5 separate regions of the Mus musculus genome follow, and all the other regions are linked to region 3. The links are chromatin contacts, called in public Hi-C, HiChIP or PLAC-seq and promoter capture Hi-C maps. All regions are on one chromosome and are shown on one strand. Each heading gives the region's core, a stretch centred on a gene start, on an enhancer-like site or on the middle of the called end of the contact. The rest is flanking DNA. Distances are from core to core; before and after follow the strand shown.

What was found. Promoter capture Hi-C pulls out the DNA fragments that hold promoters and counts their contacts. A called contact is a pair of places that touch in the nucleus more often than the background predicts. HiChIP or PLAC-seq counts read pairs in DNA pulled down with a chosen protein or histone mark.
Region 1: a contact with region 3 is called in a Hi-C map of B cells, with 9 read pairs. The contact joins the enhancer-like site here to the promoter of Ankrd55 in region 3. A contact is called at or near these places in 13 of 39 promoter capture datasets (the 3T3-L1 cell line, 3T3-L1-derived adipocytes, HPC-7-derived erythroid cells and 9 more), 1 of 484 Hi-C or Micro-C datasets (B cells), 2 of 115 datasets of contacts at active chromatin or transcription factors (embryonic stem cells and microglia) and 3 of 9 other capture datasets (liver, macrophages and pancreatic islet).
Region 2: an H3K4me3 HiChIP or PLAC-seq map of embryonic basal ganglia shows a contact between it and region 3, with 8 times the contacts expected there. The contact joins the enhancer-like site here to the promoter of Ankrd55 in region 3. A contact is called at or near these places in 28 of 39 promoter capture datasets (the 3T3-L1 cell line, 3T3-L1-derived adipocytes, the C10 cell line and 18 more), 1 of 15 datasets of contacts at CTCF or cohesin (the NIH/3T3 cell line), 10 of 484 Hi-C or Micro-C datasets (B cells, CD4 T cells, bone marrow and 7 more), 12 of 115 datasets of contacts at active chromatin or transcription factors (SST interneurons, VIP interneurons, craniofacial prominence and 8 more) and 4 of 9 other capture datasets (adipose tissue, liver, macrophages and 1 more).
Region 4: a Hi-C map of bone marrow-derived macrophages shows a contact between it and region 3, with 15 read pairs. The contact joins the enhancer-like site here to the promoter of Ankrd55 in region 3. A contact is called at or near these places in 13 of 39 promoter capture datasets (the 3T3-L1 cell line, 3T3-L1-derived adipocytes, the C10 cell line and 6 more), 1 of 15 datasets of contacts at CTCF or cohesin (the NIH/3T3 cell line), 18 of 484 Hi-C or Micro-C datasets (the BV-2 cell line, the HL-1 cell line, adipose-derived mesenchymal stem cells and 8 more), 2 of 115 datasets of contacts at active chromatin or transcription factors (both in embryonic stem cells) and 3 of 9 other capture datasets (adipose tissue, embryonic stem cells and liver).
Region 5: a promoter capture Hi-C map of pre-B cells shows a contact between it and region 3, with 2.4 times the contacts expected there. The contact joins the enhancer-like site here to the promoter of Ankrd55 in region 3. A contact is called at or near these places in 3 of 39 promoter capture datasets (the C10 cell line, liver and pre-B cells) and 2 of 115 datasets of contacts at active chromatin or transcription factors (embryonic stem cells and microglia).

The regions. Positions count from the first base shown.
Region 1 is chr13:111,934,740-111,937,439 of GRCm38.p6, reverse strand. No RefSeq gene overlaps it. Among named protein-coding and RNA genes, the nearest start is that of Gm15322, 59 kb to the left of the region's middle. Within about 2 kb of position 1,314, at least 164 of the 459 cell types and tissues checked have an H3K27ac peak or open chromatin away from gene starts, as enhancers often do. A contact at or near this core is called in B cells, embryonic stem cells, liver and 3 more, where this site is marked.
Region 2 is chr13:111,777,528-111,780,227 of GRCm38.p6, reverse strand. All of the region lies in intron 1 of Map3k1 (mitogen-activated protein kinase kinase kinase 1), which reads left to right. Among named protein-coding and RNA genes, the nearest start is that of Map3k1, 30 kb to the left of the region's middle. Within about 2 kb of position 1,392, at least 97 of the 459 cell types and tissues checked have an H3K27ac peak or open chromatin away from gene starts, as enhancers often do. A contact at or near this core is called in B cells, the HPC-7 cell line, SST interneurons and 7 more, where this site is marked.
Region 3 is chr13:112,287,147-112,289,846 of GRCm38.p6, reverse strand. It overlaps Ankrd55 (ankyrin repeat domain 55), which reads right to left and starts at 1,396. Exons shown (of 11, transcript NM_029898.3): 1 at 865-1,396. The coding sequence starts at 919.
Region 4 is chr13:112,634,034-112,636,733 of GRCm38.p6, reverse strand. Ddx4 (DEAD box helicase 4) reads left to right here. Exons shown (of 22, transcript NM_001145885.1): 5 at 689-766. Among named protein-coding and RNA genes, the nearest start is that of Ddx4, 17 kb to the left of the region's middle. Within about 2 kb of position 1,358, at least 16 of the 459 cell types and tissues checked have an H3K27ac peak or open chromatin away from gene starts, as enhancers often do. A contact at or near this core is called in bone marrow-derived macrophages, where this site is marked.
Region 5 is chr13:112,758,930-112,761,640 of GRCm38.p6, reverse strand. No RefSeq gene overlaps it. Among named protein-coding and RNA genes, the nearest start is that of Gm41067, 8.4 kb to the left of the region's middle. Within about 2 kb of position 1,255, at least 79 of the 459 cell types and tissues checked have an H3K27ac peak or open chromatin away from gene starts, as enhancers often do. A contact at or near this core is called in embryonic stem cells, liver, microglia and 1 more, where this site is marked.

The DNA of each region.
Region 1 (2,700 bases), core at 65-2,564, 350 kb after region 3:
GACCCTCAACCCAGTGACCTGCGTGAGGATGGCTTTCATCAGAAGCGAGATGCAGAAGTAGTAAGATGAAGGAGTTGGACTTTCTGATCAAAGCCAGAAACGTCCGTCCAAGGTAAAGGCATACGTGAAACCTTTACAGAAGAGACAGCATCGACGAGAATGCTTGGTTCTTTACAATGCATTCACTGTGGGAAACTAGCCAGGCCCAGCAAGCTGACCAGGGTCCCTTCACCCCTGTGCCCAGGACAGTTTGGCCAAAGGACATCTAGGGTGAAGGCCTCAGTCAGTGCTAATCTCCATATCCCGGAATAGCCCAGAGAACTCGTCCAACCTGCAAGTCTGCCTTTAAAAAAAAAAAAAAAAAAAAAAAAAGCCTTTGGAATTCTTTGTCCAGCTCTGCTTGGTATACACGGGAATGATTCTTCTGGGACTTCTCTGGTGACCTAGTCTTTGCTATAATGACATCTCTCAACAGATCCACCAGCCCTCAGATTCTCTCCCAGACACTAATAATAGGTCCAATTAGAAGTAAAGATTCCAAACAGATGAGGCACGAATTGATATACACGGCCGGCCTGGCTGCCACAGATCCATTTCTTCCCCTGCAGAAAAGACACCAAACTGGCCTTGAGGAGGGAACCTCCTTTTTTGAACAGTTACCATGGCAACTGGAACCCTTTTCTCCCCAGGGCACCTGCCCACAGGCTCCCACCAGCCAGCTGGTAGGGAGGGTGGATCAGCCACCTCTGTCCCAAGTCACTGTGCTCATTTGACCAACAAAGGTGCCAACAGTGCCAGTTGGCCTCATGATATGGATACCTGCCCACGAGGCATTGGCCCAAACATTGGGGACTTTCACAGAGGCCAGCCAACAGCTGGCAGGCAGGAACTACCAGGTCATTGTCATCTGGGGCTGAATTGGAACATGCATACAAGACACAAAGGCTGTGTCTGTAACCACAGCATCTCTCCCTCCCTAGGGATTTGTTTGCAGCTCCAGATCCCCCTGCTCTGGGAGGAGCACGCATGTGGCTGAAGGTGCCTTTTAGAGGCCACGCCCACCTACCTTTTTTTAGCAGTGCCCTGCCTTCTGCACGCTGCCGTAGAAAAGCTTTCCCTGCCCCATGTCTGGTTTTATTGCAAATGAGAAGGTTCGCCATAAGTCACCCCAGGCCAGTGGGTTCAGAGGTGGAGTTGGTAACCAGAAGCCATGCAGACTTCCTCTCCTGGCCCCACACCAAGGCCTCCAAGGTTCTCTTGTCACATGAGGTTAGTGTAGTTTCACATCCTCTAAGCAAAGCTCTGTCGAAACTCTCTAGTCTCACATGGCATCGGCTCAAAACAACCACCTCGCTCAGCTGCCTGGCTCACTGTTCCAAGAGTGGGTCAGGAGATCTGGGTTCCAGTTTCAGCTCAACCTGCATGACCTTGACAAGAACCAGTCCTCAGTTTTGCATCAGAAAATTAAGAGGCCCGAGTTTCTATACTTAGGATCCACTTCCTCTCCTCTCCCCATTACCCTCACCACTTCAGTTTAAAAAAAAAAATAGATAGGCAGGTAGGCAGGCAGGAGGCAGGCAGACTGACTGACTGACTGACTGACTGACTGACTGATTGATTTTTGGATTTTGGAGACAGGGTTCTGTATTGCCCTGACTGTCCTGGAACTCACTCTGTAGACCAGGCTGACTTTGAACTCAGAGATCCACCTGCCTCTGCCCCCTGAGTGCTGGGTTTAAAGGCGCGCCACCATTACCCAGCATTCCTGATGCTAACCCAAGAATCGCCAAAGACTAAGGGATATTTTTTCAACTTTTCAAAATCAGACATCTCAAAAATACTAAGCCAAGTGAAGGGAACTTTTTCTACAGGAGAGTGCATGTTTTATGATTATAACATGAAATGCCTAGACAGGCAAAATTAACCAATGGTAAGACACAAACATGCTTACCCACTCTCACAGGAATAGCTGTAGATTGCCTCTGAGAGTGTGGTAGGAGCAGGAATTACTTAGGAAAAGGCATAGTTGACAGTATACATTGTACCTGGGTGTGTTTGTGTCACACAATCTATGTCAAAACTCATAGACTACTATTCTTCAGATGGATTGAACGGTGCAATGGAGTCAGAAGAGTAGACTGTAGAATTGGTGAGCACTGGGTGCTCTTGACAAAACACTGAGGAAACATACGCAATAATAAGTTCCTGATCCATCCATACCACCCTTTCTCCACCCCATCTCTTTCTCGACTATTGGCCTCTTTCTTATTGAATGAGACAGGGGATATATCTGATATCCTATGATGATTAATCACTCTATGCCCAGCCCTCAAGGGTAAAAACAAGTTCTCTGCAGCCAGAACTCGCCCTTGAGCCTCTCTGCCTCTGCTCTCTGGTTGCCAACATTTTTGATATAATTTATTTCTTTCTTTCTTTCTTTCTTTCTTTCTTTCTTTCTTTTTTTTTTTTTTTTTTTCGAGACAGGGTTTTGATATAATTTCAATTGACACAACCCAGTAAAGACATTTTAAATTTAATTCCAAATGTAATCAGAGTGTATATTTTTATAACCACTCTAAGAGTTAGTATATCGACTACCCAAGGACAGATTACAAGCATATATTTTCCTATACTTGCTTCTCAATTAGCCCAATAGATATATCCCTAAATTATTGATTTGTTTTGTGTGTGTGATCACTT
Region 2 (2,700 bases), core at 143-2,642, 510 kb after region 3:
TTTTTGGGATTTTCCCAGAGACTAGAGTGTATTAGGGTGTTTCATTCCAGACTAGGTGGTTTATATTTGTAGATTAATTTAGGAATAATGAAAAAACCCTCTTAATAAATACCATTGAGATCTTGGCTTAGCTGGTTAAAGAATCGTGAAAATGCTTCCCTCACTGAGACATGCCTGTGGCCCTTGGGAGTTACAGCCTGTCACTTGGGGCAGTATTAGGCTAGCACTAATTGTCTAGTAGCTGCAGAGGGACCCAGTGCAACCCTCCTGCCTACTTTTATTGTTCCTCCCTCGGTAGCTAAGTCCTCCCGGAGTCCTGACTTCTTTATTCTATCTGCGCCTACAGTTTTGTTTTACTTAGTTTTTTCTTTGTTACTCTGATCCCACTCTTTATGCAGTGACACTTTTCAAGCATCCTACTTTCAAACTGCAAGATGTCCAATACCATCTCGGTATAGAGTGTCTTTGAACCAAGGCACACTCTTGGACCAGCCAACTATGAACTCAACAGGGAGAAAGCCCCTGGGGACTGCCCCCCACCCCTACACACATACACACCTCTGATACAGTATATCAGTCCCAGCACACTTGGCTCCTCCCATAGGAAAGTGCTGAAAATGCAGTCCGTCCTGTAAGATCTCCCAGTGCTGTGAGGAAACCAGGAATTTAGATCGCGTTGCAATGGATATGTAGCCTGCTAGGATAGAATAGCTAGTGACTACAGAATACTGTAGGGAATTTTGTATTAAAGACGTGAGGATAGGAAACTTTGCAGATTGCGTGTGTGTGTGTGTGTGTGTGTGTGTGTGTGTGCAGACTATCTGCAAAGACATGTATAAATTGTCAGTGTTCTTAGTGCTGTAAGAACGGGGCGTGCCTGGCGTGTAAGGCACTCCAGGAAAGGGGCCTGGCTTATGGAACTGATGAACCCATAGTAAGCTGCTTAGACCCAGACATTAATATAATCATAATAAATAATATAAAAACGACCTCTTCCAAGACAGAAGGGGACTCTTGAAGCACCTAGAGTTTCACAGCCGTACTCCATACGTGTAGAAAAAGCTAGGGAAACCTAACATCAGGCTGAGGGGTTTTAAAGTTCTAGATCCAGCATAAAATGGCCTGGGCTCCATGCACCCGGATCAACAGGAACAGTCCTGTCGGCTAGTGTTTGCCTTTCAAACTCATGTCACTGCAGCCTTGTTCTTGCTCTAAGTCTTCCAGTAGTTCTCCCCAGAAGTATTTTGGCTTTACTAGAATCAGCTAACTTAAAAGGTCAGACATGTATAAACTATTTTAGCTAAAAGCCCGTATGTTTCTAGGTAATAACAGCCATGGTACACTACCCCCCACCCCACACAGTGTGGTTAACCAGCCATCAGAAGTTCCTAGTAGCTTCAAGGCTTCCTGACTATAGTAGCTTTGGTTAAAAAAGGAAGCTCGCATTCTACTGTAGCTGTAGTGTTCCTTGGCTGGCAAGTCGTTGCTGTGTACATGTGCACACACAAATGCCTGACCACTGGAGACCCTGCTGTCTGTCTGTCCGTGGATGGACGACAAGCTAGGAGCCTGCTGTCTGTGGATGGAGCACAGGCGAGGCTATGAATAAACCACAGTGTAAGCACGGGAGGAAGATTTGGTTCCTGCTTTCCACTTCAAGGACAACGGAAGCAGTGTGTGTGTGGGGGGGGGGGGGGGGGTGTTTGTTTTGGTTTTTTTGTGGCATGAAAAATGGGATGTACTGCATGTTTTGTTTTGTTTTTCTGAGATCTCAGCGTTTGCAAATTATACCATTTTACAATCTATGAAGGAAAAAACGGTCACCTAAAAATTTACATGTCATTGCTCAGAGCCATTCAGATTTCAGATGACAGAGTGTAAAAAATGTGCATTTTAGAATTAACTATACAAAATACTTATGAGAAGGCTAAAACTCTTTGTTTATGTTTATAGATTGATTTAGGAATGATGAATTCTCTCAATAAATAACATCAGAGTTCCAGACGTAATCACAAGTGCAGAGTGATAAAAATACTAACATGGAAGTCATTCAGGGCTAGAAGTGGTAGGGAAGCCCTTAGGACTGCTGAAGCTGTTAGTAAAAGATAACTCGTTTCATCTGAGGCAACGGTCACTCGGTACTGCCTGTGCTCTGATGCACAGTGGATCGATGAAGCGTGTGCCTCCGCGTGAGGAGACGGGAGAGAAGCAGGAGTGTGAGCACCTATCTCCTCTGAGCTGCTCCCAGCCTGAAGGAGGCTCCCTGAAAACGCCCAGCAAGGGACCCTCACTTATCAAGGCTCCAGGAGGAGACAGTTGTCTCCAGTAGAGTTTGCAGTTGGAGGGAGGAGGAGACATGTTTGTAAGTTGCAGTGATCACTTTGAAGGAGAAAGAGCTGAGCTGGGAAAGGGTGAACTGACGCAGTCTCTGAGTGGCTGTGTAGAAGTGAATTCAGTGAGAAGTCAGGTGGGACATAGCCTGTCCAGGACACCCCAGAGCCTTGTGTCCTGGGGCTGGAGAAAAGGCAGGAGGGTGAGCCTGGGAGACTGGGGTGGCAGTGAGAATAAGCCAGCTCCAGAGACCCTGCCAGACCTGCGCGCCCCGTCTCCCCAGCAGTTGTTACTGCAGCCTGGAACCTTGTGACTCTTCATGGCTGAGGGGTTGCCCGAGGGTCCTCCGTTGGTTTCCTTCCAGAGCCT
Region 3 (2,700 bases), core at 147-2,646:
ATGGCTATTGCTAATGAGGCTTCCGCAAGCCACCATTTCATAGTGTAGCTGAAAGAAAGAAACTAACCAAGCTCTGAGAAGCTGCAGAATCCTAGTGCGGCGAGTGGGTTAGATGCCGTACGTTTCATTAAAAGGCTCTGGGAAGGTCTGCTGTATTTAAAGTGTGGGAATTCCCCTCCATCGTACATAGAAAAAATGGTCTAATTACACAGATGACAAATACATGTGTGGAGGCACACAGCACATGCAAAGCCACACTCACACAGACTGACAGGCTGTGAGTCTGATGATGGCAATGAATCTCACAGCCTACTTGGCCCGTGGAAGGATGACTTTCTGTATGCAAATGAAGGGTAGGGGGAAAAAACCCACTCTGCCATTGCAATTAAATAATACAGTATTAAGTCACTGCACGGTCTTGAACGAGGTGTGGCATCAGCAGGACCCGTCTGTGGGTCAGGTCTCTCTTGGAGGGGAATCCACAGTGCCTCGTGATGGCTGAAGTGACGAAATATGAGATTTACGGGCTGAAAGAGGCCCGGTATGCATTCTGATATTGCTTTCTCTAACATACTTTATGACATGACATAAAGATGATACTATCTAAAGTAGCTGATATGTCTCAAACCAAAGAGTAGGACTAGGAATACATCCGCAAGACAGAAAGCCCGTAAGCTTTTTTTTTCTTTTCTTTTCCTAAAAGCTTATCAAGTCCTTACCAGGTTTGTTTTCACACACACACACACACACACACACACACACACACACACACACACACACACACACTCACACACACACACCTTTCCTCTTCTCCTTACAAACTGGAAATCTCTTCGCCATTGGAGTGGTAAAACATCGTGTTACCTTTGTGCTGATCAAACACAGAAGAGGTGCTGAAATCCATGGTAGCCTGTCTCATCGTTTACCATCAGAACGGCAAAAAAAACCCAGTCAGGGCTCTGGAGAGGAGAAAACACCATTTCACACACTGCAGCCAACGTCAGTCAGCTTCAGCATCGTTGGCGTCAGCTCCCGTTGTAGAATTAAGTGTGTGTTAGATCTGCCGGGCGCCTTCAAGGCTACCTTTGCAAAGACATAAAAAACACTCTTTCTGCAGGGGAGGAAGTGTTACTCTCAGAATCCCATTCACCATCAACACTGACGTGTGAGTATTATATACCCTTCCCCCAAGCAGACAGACAAAACATCCCAAACCCTAAAATAAGACAGCCTTCACGGGGGTGCCTGCCTTGGATCTGGGCCAGGAAAATGCTGCAGATCTCAGAGCTTCGGCTGAGGCGACTGGAAGGTCGCTTTAAACCAATAGAAACCTCAATGAGTGAGTGAGATTCACAGGGCCAGACGGAGCATGTGCAAAGCCGCCAGCGCAGACTGCGTGCTGGCTGTTTGTTCTTGGTGGAGTGAGAACTGCATTTGGGTCATGTGAGCAGAGACGGGCCATCTCAGTGGAATAGGATGTAAATATTGTAGCAGGAGGCTGCAGTCCACGTGCCCTGCTGAGTAGTTATGCACTGCTGCTGGGGGTGGGGGGATGGGGGGAGGTTCAGGCTCCCTGCAGTGACCTCCTCCTGTCAGAGAGACTTTGAGGGTGGGCAGTGAAAGGTTGAAGGTCAAGGTTCAAATATCTGTGCAGACTAAATCAAACAGCCTGCAGTCACAAGGCTGTGCCTTACTGCATTCTGCATGAAGCCTGACAAGTCACCAGCCATACTGCTTCGAGAAGCAGTCAAATAAATTCATCCTCTAGGGTTAAAAACCTGAGGGGGAAATCTTGCTCTTATTTGCATACGGTGGTACTGTCTATTGCTAGGGGAAGACATCTGTCTAGTTCGTTTGTGTTTTTACAAAATGAAGACATTTCCTTTGTGGTTTTGGCTTTATATCTATATGTGTGCACACCTGAGCGTGTATATGTCACAGGTCCATCAGGAATCTCTTTTCAGGATCACCTTCCTTGTTTTTTCCAGAGAGAGTCTCTCCCTGACACCCAGGCCTTGTCCGGGTGCCTAGGTTGGCTGGCAGGAAGCCAGGATTCTCCTATCTGTCCTCCAAGAGCCTGGGTGGTGAGTGATAGCACCTGGCTTTTTGTATGTCACTGATCATGGCAACTCCCTTTTCTTTTTAACTAACAGATATTTGATTTTAGACATAGTGCTGGAAATGTTTTCTTTTTTTCCTCTGCGTATGGCTATATTAATACTTTTTTTTTGTAGTACAGAGATTAAACCCAAACATTATATACTAGATAAGTGGTCAACTACTGAACTACACTCTTAGTCTTTACATTTGTTTTGATATAGAATGGTCTAGTCTATGTTCTGTGTTCTTTTGTAGGCAGTTCTCTTTTATCTTTTGACACATATTTTCTACTTGCCTGTCATTTATTTTTCATAAAAAAGGGCCTCACATCTCTATGACAATGCTACCACTCACTAGTAATATCACTCACTCACAAGCACTGTTATTCACCTCACAGAACCATGACTCAGCAGTACTGTTACTATGACTCAGCAGGACTGTTAGTATGACTCAGCAGGACTGTTATTATGACTCAGCAGTACTATTATTTACCCAACAATGTTATTCATCGCTATTCTTTTCCACTTGGGCTCCTTCCTTTCAAAATACTCTGCAGTATTTGATTTAAAAATACAAGCAGAGGCTGGAGAGATAACTCAG
Region 4 (2,700 bases), core at 109-2,608, 350 kb before region 3:
AGAGTGCTGGCAAGGTGGCTCACAGATAAGGCTGCTTCCTGCTAAGCCCGGCAACCTGAGCTTGGCTCATCGTGGAAGGGTAGAGTTCACCCTGTGATCTTCAAATGCATGCTCACACAGAGCTCACACAGAGCTCACACAGAGCTCACACAGAGCTCACACAGAGCTCACACAGAGCTCACACAGAGCTCACACAGAGCTCACACAGAGCTCACACAGAGCTCACACAGACCTCACACAGAGCTCACACAGAGCTCACACAGAAATAAGTGTAAATGTTTTTAAAGTAGGAATCTTGGAAGTGACAGAGGTATTAGAAAATAAATAGTAGGACAATAAAAATAATATAGAACAGATTTTTCAATAGTGAAGATTATCCTGTGGGCTGAATATAATGCTTTGGTCTGTTGAGGCAAGGGGGATTTAGTACAAAGGAATCATGAAGTGAATTCTTGATAGAAGGAAATATAATGAGTAGAATTTACATTTTACCACTAGTAGGTTTATGATTTTTATTTTTGAATCATAACTTGATAATTAAAGAAAACCTTCCAAGTATATAACTTATTTTTAAGTTTGTTTTCTATTTTCTTACCATCTGTAAAAGTCGTCTAACCCTAAAGCTTAATTTCACCCCTATTTTTTGATGACATAATTTTGCATATTAAGTTTAACTAAATTTTTTCAGATATTGGCGAGTCTAGTAAAAAAGAGAACACATCTACAACTGGTGGCTTTGGAAGAGGAAAGGGCTTTGGAAACAGAGGTAAGTACTTGTAATGTTTTACAACCATACTTATAGTTGACTCCAAGGCTTCCAGTTTATTTTTTTAGAAAAGAAAGCACAGAAAGTGTGTGCCATGTAGAAATCATGAGGCTCATAGAAAGTGGTTTCATATGGGCATAGTGTAAAGGCAGCAGCCCATGCTGTCCTGGGTATGTGCAGTGTTCCATTTATCTTTTAAAGAAGAGTCTCTTCTTAGCGCATGTGTGGAGGTGTGGGTGGTTAGGGGGTTGCACATGTACTGCAGTGCAGTGCATGTGTGGAGAACATAGAGTGACTTGTAGCCGTTGCTTCTTTCCTTCCTCCATGTGGGCCCCCAGGATTGAAGTCAGATAAGGCTTTTGCTGTGAGCACTCTAACCCACGCTGGACCATTGCTGGCCCTCCATTTATTTGCATTTCTCGTGCTGTAGCATCATTGATTCACCTTACACACAAGCCTACATTCTTTCCTTCTTTACTCCTTAGGGCTCCCAGTTCCCGTGGCAATTGATTTCGTACCTCTGTAGGGGAACATGCACTCGTCTGTAGCTGAGCAAGGAGAGAGTAATGCAGAGATGGGAGTTTCCCTACTCAGGAGCTCAGCACTGACTCTTCCTGGTCACAGAATTGAGGAAGTGCAGGCAGCCATGGAGAGGGCACTAGAATAGATAGAATCCTTTTTACAAGAGCTTTGAAGATATTTAATTTAATACTTAGGCTTTTTGTAGAAATAATATTCTTTTTAGGGATTATGTGTATATTTAGAAAGGAAATACCTGCTAAGGGATTTTTTTGGTCAATCATACAGTGAATACTTTTGCTTTTATATGAGAATTGTGTATTAAACTTCCATTATATTTTATTGCCACAGAGACACTTAAATTTGGTTAAACCTGTAGATGTTCCACTACTTGAGATAACACACATACCATTTATAAACTGAACAACTGCCTAAGTAACTGGATGGTTCTTATATGAAACAAGCACAGTTGTAACTGAGTTCTTTATAATATAGTCTAGATAATGATTGATAGGCATTCCATATTGACATTTACTTTTAAGGTATGTGCCCCAAGTATCTCTTCTGTAAGTATGAGATAGAGCAGGACAGCCTGGGGCATCCCACTATGCTGCCCAGGTAGGTATCTCACCCATGAACGCAAGTGATACACTGTAATTAGCTTCCAGATACCTAGGGCTACAGCTATGCACACACTGTACCTAGCTCCTTGACAATTGTTACACTAAAGAACATTTTATTAAGAGTCAAGAGTTCTTTGGAGACAGGTCTCTCAGTGAACCCAGAGCTTATTGATTTGGCCAGCCTGCCTGCCCCAGGATGCTCTTGTTCTTGCTTCCTCAGTGCGGGAATCATAGACAGGGACCATGTGTGTGACTTTGTCACAGTGGGCTGGGCTGGACTCAAGCCCCTCATGCTTACATTGCAGCCACGTTATCAACTGAGCCATCCCCTTAGCCCCAAATATATTATTTTTGATATTTTGAATAGAAAGCAAATAATGGTTATAGTGATACATACTGTTGTCTTGCCCGTGCATATAAGGGGGAATATAGGATATTTGAAATAATATAAAATCTACTGAAACATTTTTAAATTTAAAAGAATAGAGCTAATAATCTGATAGAGGCAGAAGTTTAGTATTATTTGAATTAGTTCTCGTCCTGTGTCTGTGTATGTAGTTTATATAGAGAGTTTATCTCATTCTGTAGGGTCATCATAACTAGTTGTCCCTGAAAGACTCTTAAAACAGATGTTATTTCTGTGTATATGCACGTTGTGTTTCTGCACACATCCTCTGGAGGTTAGTCACGGGTGTCAGACCCTTGAAGCTGGAATTACCGGCATTGTGAGCCGCCTGACGTGAGGGATCTGAACCCTGGCCCTAGGATGGAGCACTAAGCACGTCACTGTTG
Region 5 (2,711 bases), core at 6-2,505, 470 kb before region 3:
TCCAGTGGTCCAGTGGTCCAGCGGAGCTGGGGGTAGAACATGGGGTTGCTTGTGTACAAGGCAACCTTCTACCACAGAGCTATGTCCCCAGAGCCACAGCATTTTTAAGCCATGTTGTTAGTACCCTGGAGGAAGAGACCCAAAAATTGCTGCAAGTTTGTGACTAGTCTGGGCTACATTGCAAGACTGAGTCTTAGGAAACAATAGTGATTTTCTTTTTCTGAATAAAACAACCTATGTGTGACTTATCCACAGAAGTTGATGGCTGATGATGAATAAACCTATAGCACTGGAAGCATTTGAAATAATCAGAAGATAAAGTTTTCATTAGTAGAAACATGGATGCCAGATTGTAGATCTGTTGAATTACTGGTGGAGGGGAAGGGGGAAGGGGGAAGGGGGAAGGGGGAAGGGGGAAGGGGGAAGGGGGAAGGGAGAAGGGTTGTCTGAAATTCTATTCTTTGTGTGGTGGCTTCGAGGGTCCTGTTTCTGCTGGGTGGGAAACGCAAGTTGAGTAATTTTGAGAAGGGAGTCAGGAGAAAGGCCAGTCTGACAACTCATTGTGTGGGGTGTGGAGGAGATCGTACGGTAGTTGTGAGGAAAATCTAGGAAGTCTGAGGACAGAAAGAAGTTCTAACTAAGATCGTTTTTTTAGGAAGTTGGTGCCAGTTGTCAGGGAAGCCGCAGTGGTAACCTGTACTTTGAAGTTGGACTCGGACCTATTTTTACATGCCCAGGCGGGAGACAAACCTCAAAGCAGGTGCTGACCCAGGCAGCCCCAGGCAGCTAACTCTGCTTAGATCCACTGTGTGGTGGCTCCCACGAGTGACTCCACAGTATAGAAAGAAGGTCCCCACACTGGGCCACCAGCCCTCTCTGTGCAGGGGTCAGCCAGAAATTAGTGTCAGTGAGACATCACAGGAAGGGTGTTGGAAACATCCAGAAACAGGAAGTAGGTATCTTATTTGTCAGAAAAGGGACAAGGAAGCAGCTTGCCCTAGGTCATGTGGCCTCAAGGGTACATGCCTCAGAGAGAAGGAGAGAGAGAGAGAGAGAGAGAGAGAGAGAGAGAGAGAGAGAGAGAGAGAGAGAAACACCATATAAAGGCAGAGACTCCTCACTCTCCATTTCAGTCCACCTCTAAACATTCTATCTTACAAACCCAGGTAGCCCTGTCTCTGAGTCCGTGGGAGTCAGTCTCCGTTACTTGTAGATGAAAATACTCTGACACTAATTGAAGTTCAAAGAGGGAATTCCCGTAAAGGGCTGAGATCTTAACCAACACAGTCTGGACTCGGCTCATGCCAAGTAGATCTGGGCCACATCCCGTATTCTCTCCGCATCACATCCCCGCACTGCTTCGGTTCCTAGAGCACTCTGCATCCTCTCCCTGCCAAGCTGCCCTCCCAAATCCCACCCCCCACTTACCCCTCAGCCTCGTCCCCCACCCACCCCACTCTGGCTCAGCTTCGGAGCTGTGGAACAGGGCTGTTCAATTTCTGAAGCTGTTGACTCCAGACAGATTTCCTTGAGCCCTGGCTGCTGAAGTTGGGTTTTTTTGTTTTTTTGTTTGTTTGTTTTTTCTCTGCAGAGTCTGTGTCTCTCCTAAGCAGAGACCTTTTCAAACACTGCCTTGACTGCTCTTTATGAGTCACCGATCACCCTTATCTTTGAGGTGGGTGCACAGTGACCAAACCTTCTGTTTCCTCCACCTCCCGGCTTGAAGCTTCAGGCGAGGACAAAACCCAGGGCTTTGTGTGCTAGACAAATACTCTACCAACTGAGCTAAATCCCTAGCAACTGAAATGTATTAGTGTATATCGATTATGCAAGTAATGGGGTTCCACTATGACATTTCCACACGTGTTAATAGTATATTTTTATCATCTCTCCCAGTCTCCCTAGTGATCTTTTTCTTTTCGCCCCTCTGGTTCCCTTCTACCTTCACGCCCTTTGGGAGGGTGGCCCATGCATTTCAGTGGAGTTGCTTATAAGAGTGTGGGCCCCTTACCAGTGCTTTCGGCGGTTTTTTTGACACAGAGTCACGTGTATCCAGGCTGTTTCCGAACTCACTGAGTAGCTAAGGGTGACCTTGAGTTCCTGACCTTCCAGCCTCCGCTTCCTAAATACCAACACCAGAGCAACCTGGTTCAATCCCCTCTGCCTTTTATTGTACATTCATTGCTAGTACAAAGTATGGGCCTTCCCCCACCCACCCTCACCCCCTTAACGTTACCATCTATCCCTTTAAAATGTACGGTCCAGAGCTGGGGCTGTATCCCAGAGGAAAGTCACTCAATGCTGGTACAAGGCTTTGTGTTTGATCCCTCCCTTTGTTTGTTTGTTTGTTTGTTTGTTTGTTTGTTTTAGTATGCTTATAAATTCGGCTGAGTCCTTCGTATTGCCTATAATTTCAGGAGATTTGCATTGTTCCCAAAAGAAACACTCCCTGTTGGCAGCCCTCCCCCCATTTGCCTCTCCTCCCAGACTCAGGCCGTCTGTTTTCTGTCTCTCTAAATTTGCCTGTTCTGAACATTTTCAAATAAATGAAGTTTTACAGCCTGTGGCTTGGTGTGTCTGGCTTCTTTCACTTGGGCTGATATTTCTCAAGGGTCAGCCAGTTGTAGCATGCACCAGTATTTTATTCTTTTAAATGGTTCAACCGTACTCCATGCCATGGCTCCTTCCCATTTTGTTTGTCAAAGCCGAGG